2 separate regions of the Mus musculus genome follow, and region 1 is linked to region 2. A link is a contact called in public Micro-C data. All regions are on one chromosome and are shown on one strand. The core of a region is the stretch at or near the end of the contact, and the rest is flanking DNA. Distances in the headings are between cores, read along the strand shown. Region 1 holds the start of Blk (B lymphoid kinase). Region 2 overlaps Blk (B lymphoid kinase).

Region 1 (3,917 bases), core at 1,246-3,745, 34 kb before region 2:
GAACAGGGTCATAATCAGACACCTTGCACAAGAAGCCCTCCACACTCCGCTGCCCGAGCTGGGCGTGGCTGGAGAAGCAAGGGACTGTGCAGCAAGCCCTCCCATCTCCCTTTGAGCTCACTTTTGGCTGTACTCTCTTGCATTCCCCCTCCCCACCCCAGCTTTGGTCATACTTGTTTCAGCAATTCATTGGGTGTGTAAAGAGATTTTATTGTCTTGGCTCTACCTTGCCTGAAGGACCTTCCAGTTCTGGCTGTTTCTTTTCACCTTGGATCAAAACTATAATCTTAAGCCAGTAAACCTGTAGTTTTCCCAACTTCTTGTCTACAACCAAATACATAACCTTTAACCCATAAACTGCAGGTTCATGTGTCCACACCCAAAACCAAACCTGCTTTCTCTTCCTAGTACAGTGGCTGGTTTTCATTGGCCTGTGGACCAAGCCTACCACAGGTACCAGAAAACCTATGATTTTTCCTTATTCCAAATAGCATCCTGTGTGCCGGGCATTACAATAATCCTGGCATAATAAAATTCTTAATGACCGAGCATTTCCCATGATCTGAAAGTTGTTCTTTGTATTTGTTTCGTTGACAATTTTGTCTGATATACTTGTTACTGTTAAAGGGGACTATGTAATGTCTCATACCACCACCTTTGAGGTGAATCTTGGCTTGGACTATCCGAACATTTTTCAACTTGACCATTCTATTACTCACATCTTTTGATTTTAATTATAGATGAGTTGTTATCAGAAGGTTGGTGTAGAGTCATGGAAAGAGAGCCCTGAGATTTGCATAAGTCACCTCAGATGCACAAAAATAAATGGGGAAAATGACAGAGAGAGGCAGTCAGGCTGAGCACAGAACCCCAGGAGTCAGAGCAAAGGTCTGGTCTCAGTGCTGTCCTGACAAGACCTGCTGAGGCTCCCTAACTTTATAAACTGTCTGACAAAGGATACTGTCTAACCCTTCACCATCTCTCCCCTGGGTCTTCTCCCCAACAGCTTTCTCGGGGGCCCTGTGACTTTGTGAGGGTTAAAATGGCTGAAATTAGCTTTCACTTCTGCTCAGACATCTGAAGCCAACAGCAACATCATTTCTCTGTTCTTTTCTGAGTGGTTGCTGGAATCTATCTGTTCGTGTGTGTGCATGTGCGTGTGCGTGTGTGCATCCAACATCTGTGGTAAACAGAAGGGTGAGTTTTTCTCAGACTATACCAAGGCCAAAGCCATAAGCAAATTGGAATCACTCTCCTCTCAGCAAACTCTCCCCATCCCTCCTATTCTGCTCTGGGAAGATGAGGGAGTGGCAGAGGAAGCTGGTTCCATGTCATCCCTTCGTGTTCTCCCAGCCTCAGGCTCAAGTGCACAGGTTCAAGTCCAAACATTCTCTGTTCAAGGTCTGAGAAGATAGTTCAGTTGGCCAATTGCTTTCATTACAAGCAGAAGAAGCCAAGTCTGGTCCTCAGAACCTGCTATAAAATAAGATAAAATAAAATAAATGCTGGTATGCAATTATGATTCCAGCCTGTAGAAAGCAGAGACAAGAGGATTCCTGGGACTGAGGAGCCAGCCATCTTATCCTGCTTAGAAAGTTGAAAGCCAGTGAGAGACCTTGCCAAAAACAAAAAACCAACAACAGCAAAATCCCGATAGGTAGTAACTTCTGAGATGGTCCTTTGTTTCCCACACACGTGTGCCTATTTCTTGCAGCTGAACACATTAGCTGTCTACTCTATCCTAAATACTGTGATAGGAACATTTATACATGTTCCTATGAAACCTTAGGGGACAAGCAACAGCCCATAGAACCAAGAGCTCCATGCCCCACTGCAAAGAGCTTCTGATAGCTCTTTCCTACAAGGACTTGCAGTGAACACTCTCTTAGCCCTAAAGTCCCAGAAAGGATGCTCCATATGGGTACAGATCATGAGCTGTGGTGTAGAAACTGGCAGACCGATGATCTACTCGATCAAGGCTCCTAGACATTAAAGAGAAGGGAGAGTCTGCCCTTGAGACACCTGGATGAGCAAGGTGATCGGTGGTCCATGATGTCTTCTGGGCCAGCAGGTCCTCTCAACAACCTTCCTGGTCCCATTAACCCCTGACTGACATCGGAAAGGATATAATCAACCATGGTGCCACCCTTCCTGTCACCTCACTGTCTCTTCTCTGAGTTTTCACTGACAGGTAAAGTGATCAGTTGAAAAAAACCTCTGAGATCAGATTCACACATTGATACAACACTATCAAACATGGAGGGATTTGTGTGTACTGAGCATCAATTCTATACAGTCCAGTCACATCTGTTCTGCCACTGAATGCTCACACCATCCTGTGACCCCACTAATATTAGCATCATTTAAAAGCAAAGCAAAGCCAATGGACTGAGAGAACCCCGCCCTAGTTCCCACAGGTGGCCCAGACGGAACCCTCTGAAAAATACTTCCTGGAGATAGTTGGAGGTGTGTTGACCCTAACAAACCAACCAAGGGGAAACACCAGCCGTGTGGTGAACCAAAACCCATGAGAAAACTTTGGGGTGGCAGAGGGGCATCATGACCAGCCTGGCTGAAGGTCAGGTGCCCATGAAACTTCCTCAGAAACACCTCCGGGGCTGAGGAGCCAGAAGTCTCCAGAAGACTTGACTGGAGGGCAGAGCTCCCACTGAGCTGCTTCTTAGGGCTGTTCATGGCGGTCTGATCACAACAGGGGGCACACACACCTCTGTGTGCTGTTGGCAGGAAGCCACAAGCCACTGAAGCTGACTGAGATGAGAAGAATCCATCTGGGGATGGGATTGGCTTTTCTTAACTGGGTCCAGAGCTTCTGGTTGCCGCTAGAAAGTTCTTCAACCACACAGACCCTGGGATCTGCACAGCTATGTTGAGAAGCTACTGAAGCCCTGCAAGGTAGGCCTTTCAGCTGGCTCCTGGGCAGCTCTACCCAGTGTGAACGGTGCTCTGAGGCCTGTGAGATGGGTGAATGGGCAGGAACATTGCTATGGCTGCTACTCATAGAATTCACATGCTCTGTCCTACAGCTATGAATAAGGCATCCTACTGTTTATTCCTGAGAGGTCTTTGAATTTATAAAAGTTCACCCACCTAGGGTAGATTGTGTGGTGTAACTCCAAGGTGGGAAGGGCAGTGAAGGTCCACCAGAAGACATGGGATGTGGGAGAAGATAGCCGGGAACATACAGACCAGCTATGGGGCTAGAGGCAAGTTCCCCAGCCTGTTAGAAAGGAAAGTAACTGGAGCCACTGTGTAGAGTCCAATGAGGTGATATGCACCACCTGGCTCAAGATCAGTGTGTCTGGTGATTACTCTCGATTCTCTGGTTTTTAATGAAATTATTTGGATTTTTGGGTATTATGGTGATGGAACTAACAACCTTTTTGGCCAAGATATGTTTTGTTAGTAAAGGTAGCCCAAGGAAAGAATAGTTGTTAACACGTTTTGAAAGGATGTTTAAAAGTTGCTTACTAGCTGGGCATGGTGGCACACGCCTTTAATCCCAGCACTTGGGAGGCAGAGGCGGGTGGATTTCTGAGTTCGAGGCCAGCCTGGTCTACAAAGTGAGTTCCAGGACAGCCAGGGCTACAGAGAAACCCTGTCTTGAAAAACCAAAAAAAAAAAAAAAAAAAAAAAAAAAAAAAAAAAGTTGCTTTGCTTACTTATACTTGGGCTAGGGAGATAGCTCAGTGAAGTGCTTGGCTCGAAAGCATAAAGACATGGGTTTGATCCTCTAGCACACAGGTGAAAACCCTCAGTCCTGGGGAGGTAGGGTAGGAGCATTCCTGGGTGCATTGGCCAGCTAGTCTCCTTACTCCATGATCTCTACTCCAGTGAGAGATCTAAAACAAACAAACACACAAACAACCTTAAAACCCCAAGGTGGCTCCCTCCTGAGG
Region 2 (4,106 bases), core at 818-3,317:
TCATGCTGAGCCTCCTCCCACCAAGGGAAGGTCCCAGCCTCAGACCATGCCACTCATCCATGACAATGTTAGGTCATCTGTGAGCTACAAGTCTCCAAGAGATTCTGCCAGGTATTAGGGACCCCTGGTGTCAAACAATGATCATCTGAAAAGTGTCCAGCATGCTCCTGCACCTTCTACTGCCTCACCGGCTTGTCAACATCCTTCCAGGGGAGTCTCAGAGCCAAGAAGGCCAGGTGCTGAAAGCCAGAGGTGCCCCTGGGAAGCTCTGGTACCAATGCCATAGAGAGGGCGGGGCTGGAGTGGTCACATGACCTTTGGGATAGAGGCTGGGAAATGATGCTGAGGGGATACTTCAGAGGCAAGTTGGATTCAGGATCAGCTACTGGCTCTTAGACTTGGGCCTACAGCCCTCTAAGGGCTGGCAATGGCTGCCTCCATGTAGCTGCTCCCCCACCCTCAATCTTTGTCTAGGCCTTAGTTCTGAAAGGAAGATGAGCCAGGCAATGAGGGTCGGCCTATTCCTAGAGTGGCTGTGGGTCTGGTGTCACTTCCTGAGAATCCCCTCTTCATTGCTGAGAGTATAGCCTCATGTGGCTTCCTCTCACTAACGCTCTTAGGACCTGGAAGATGGTTTCCCCCAGACCTCTACTTCAGTTGTGGACCCCAGTGGTAGCCATCTCTTCCTTGTTCTTTCCAGAGGAGCGTTTTGTGGTGGCTCTGTTTGACTATGCCGCTGTGAATGACAGGGACCTTCAGGTGCTGAAGGGTGAGAAGCTCCAGGTCTTGAGGAGGTAAATTTCTAGCATCCTGTCCCCAGTCATCAAGGACCTCCCCCCATTGTCTACTTCCCTAGTTCACCCACCCCATCCCTGGGGCACCCCTAAATGGCCTTCTCTCTTGCCATTTCCCTCTCCTGAGTTCCGGGGTTCTCTTAGGCATGGGTCATTGTCCTTCCCTCCAAGTCTTTCTGGTAAGGTGGTTTCCACGTCTGGCCTTCTGGCTGCTGTTAAAATCTAACGAGACACCTCCCTGGATCCCACATAGCCACTCCACTTTGGCTTACTCTCTGTGTTCTTTCTCAGAACACCCTCCAGTCTGCTTATGTTCTCCCTTCTTCCTTCCTCCACCCTTCAGGCCCACACCATGCAACACCAAGGTCTGACTTTATTCTTAAAGGTCTGCAGTGGGTTTGAATTGAACGTGTAAGTGAGTGCCCTGATCTTAGATTCTACACAGCTTTCCAGTTCCTCCCTTGTCAAGCCCCCTCCTGGGTTTGTTTTCTTAGCCAGGTCCAACTCATTCATAACTTTTGGACCTGCCCCATCCATTGAGACAGGGGCCACTTAGTAAAGGGCATGGTGATCAGGTTGTCAGGCTATACAAGCAAATCTACCCTTCCTCTGCACTATGACCCCTTCTGCCTGTCACATGGCCCAGTGGATGGGCCACTCCCACGGCACCTCCTTATCACCAGGCTGTCTGTCTGTCTCTCTCTGTGTTACTGTCTCTTACCAGATTGGGATCTGTTGTAGGGTGCTGAGAGCTGCTCAGTGTGTCTTGTGTGAGCCTCTGACATATTTCTGTCTCCCCTTCTTCCTCTAGCACTGGAGACTGGTGGTTGGCCAGGTCACTCGTCACAGGAAGAGAAGGTTATGTGCCCAGCAACTTTGTGGCCCCAGTAGAGACTCTGGAAGTAGAAAAGTAGGTGAATAGACTTCGTCAAGCCAGAGGCGGCAGGGCTGCTCTCACTGCTCTGGGTACGGCAGGGCCAGAAAGTGAGCTTAGTAGTGGCTGTTGGTGAGAGGCCAGGAATGGAAAGTTCTGGCTCTCTTCTAACACTCTGAATGATGCCAAGGGAGTCTGTCTTCCCTCTGAAAGAAGAGCTACTGATTCCTAGCTTCTCTAGATGAGACTGCCCACAGTGTCTGGTTCCCTCCAGAATCCATAGCAAAGCTCTATGTCCTGTGACCATTCCCCACCACTGCCAGAGACAGGCTCAGTCCTCGAGGCATCTTCAACTTTCTCATCACCAGCTCTCACACACCAGCAAGCTCCACCGGGGGCATTCCCCTACTCCTTCACATAGTGCAGAGACATGAGTATGCCCCACCTCATGGTGGTGACGTTACCTGCTTCCTTACCCTTCCCACGCACCATGGGTTTTCCCCCAGAAACATGTTGTATCAGTTATTTCTTTCATCACTATTTAAAATTTATATAGTTTAAGGAAGGCTTCATTTTGGATCACGGTTAGAGAGAGTACATGATAGCATGAAAGGAAAGATACACCCTGCTCACGATGTTCATGATGGTAGGAATGTACAGCCAGGCACCTCTCACAGATCAGTGGACCAGGAAGCAGCTTGAGCTTCACCAGGGCAGCTGAGCTGGCTTGTCACCTCCAGTGCCACTCCCATGGCTTCCAACTAGACCTCATATCTCGAAGGTTCCACAGCCTCCCACAAGAACACCACTAGCCAGGGACCACATCTTCAAACATATACAACCCTGCAAGGAGCATTTTATATCTGTCCACAGCATGTGTTGAAAAGCCCCATGCTAAAGAGAGGTGAATCGGAAGGAATCCAGGCCCAGAAAGTCCCTGGCAGTGACATCATTGGCTCAGACAGCAAGGAAACTGAAAACTCATGCCAGGAGAAGGGTGGTGGAGGATCAGGAGCTATCTCACAGACTAGCAGTGATGAAGGTTACCTAACTCATGTTCTTGCTTCATCACATTCATCCAAAATGTGAACCTAGAAGTTGATGGGATGAAGTGGGGTTGCAGGGACTGAGGGGCCATCTGACTGAACAGGATGTGAGGGACATCTCAGGATCGACTTAGGGGTATCACCAACTCTGAGGCTCACCCACTCTTGCTATTTTCCAGATGGTTCTTCAGGACCATCAGCCGGAAGGATGCTGAGAGGCAGTTGCTGGCTCCGATGAACAAGGCCGGCTCCTTTCTCATCAGAGAGAGTGAGAGCAATAAAGGTTGGTTCAGGAGCCTCGCTGGCCCCACTTGCCATGTGTGCACGGTCCTAGGAAGCCCTCAGTGAGGCCTTGATCTGGAGTGCCAGGGATACCTGTTCCATGGCTTCTGTCCCATGTCCCTGCCTGGGAGCTGCTTTGAGGCTGTCCACACCAGGTATTCTCCTGGTCCCAAGACTGACACTACTGGATAGCAGGGGTCGTGGAAACACCCAAATGCTACAGTGGCCACAAACTGGCCACAAACTAGTGAACTGAGGCAGATGGGGCTGAGAAAGGAAAGATACCAGATAGCCATCAGTCCCCCAGCACATTTTGGAATCAAAGAGTCAAGATTGGAGAATCTTTAAAAAGCATCTCAGTCAGCAAGTGGCAGGTCACAGGAAAGAGCAAGGGCTGTGGCAACCTCAAGGTGCGATGGACAGGAAGGCAGCCTCTTGGTGCACTTTTGCAAGTAGACTGTGAGAGACAGATTAGCAAGAAAGACACAAGAGGAAAAAGGTCTTAAGATGCGGACTGCTATGCCTGCAGAGCATCTGAAACAATGTGCAACAGTATCAAGGTCCTCATACAGAAAGGTGTGCAGGCCTGACCCCTCGTGGTGGAGAGTGGGACTGCTCCTCAAACACGTGTTCATAGGAAGGGTAGGGTGCCTCCTTCTCAGTGCCCCTAAGCCTACTGTAGCTAACTCTTCTCCTAATCTTCATGCAATGGCCCCATTTCACAACTAATTTGAAAATGGGAGATTCTGTGGCAGCCACAGGGCTGGACAGAGGCATTTTATAAAGGCTCAGGAAGAAGTTTCTTAGCGGGAAACTCTTCCTCTGTGCCTTGCCACCTGCTTCCTTGTCTATACAAAAATGTCAACACAAACTGTAAAGCACAGTGTGACTTTGGAAAGACCTCTGGTGAGCATCTTGCTTCCAGGAAGGACATTTGCACTGGAGGCCCTGAGTCTCCCAAATCCTGAGTCCCTCCAATCAAAGATATTTAAGCTCCAAGTCCGCTGGAGACCTCTCATTTCTGAGTATTCTAGGCATCCCCAAGAGAGGACCTATAGATAGCTGAGAAACGGTCCTGTCTGCTCCAGAGTTCCTGATTCCCTGGCAGTC

Evidence for each region. Hi-C and Micro-C count contacts between places; a contact is called where the count stands out from the background.
Region 1: a Micro-C map of B cells shows a contact between it and region 2, with 3 times the contacts expected there. The contact joins the promoter of Blk here to the enhancer-like site in region 2. A contact is called at or near these places in 18 of 39 promoter capture datasets (the 3T3-L1 cell line, 3T3-L1-derived adipocytes, the C10 cell line and 11 more), 9 of 484 Hi-C or Micro-C datasets (B cells, the HL-1 cell line, the N1E-115 cell line and 5 more), 4 of 115 datasets of contacts at active chromatin or transcription factors (T-cell acute lymphoblastic leukemia, embryonic stem cells, microglia and 1 more) and 4 of 9 other capture datasets (adipose tissue, embryonic stem cells, liver and 1 more).

What each region holds. Positions count from the first base shown.
Region 1 is chr14:63,415,765-63,419,681 of GRCm38.p6, reverse strand. It overlaps Blk (B lymphoid kinase), which reads left to right and starts at 2,495. Exons shown (of 13, transcript NM_007549.2): 1 at 2,495-2,913.
Region 2 is chr14:63,381,527-63,385,632 of GRCm38.p6, reverse strand. It overlaps Blk (B lymphoid kinase), which reads left to right. Exons shown (of 13, transcript NM_007549.2): 4 at 701-794; 5 at 1,606-1,704; 6 at 2,894-2,997. Among named protein-coding and RNA genes, the nearest start is that of Gm46458, 12 kb to the right of the region's middle. Within about 2 kb of position 2,067, at least 17 of the 459 cell types and tissues checked have an H3K27ac peak or open chromatin away from gene starts, as enhancers often do. A contact at or near this core is called in B cells, where this site is marked.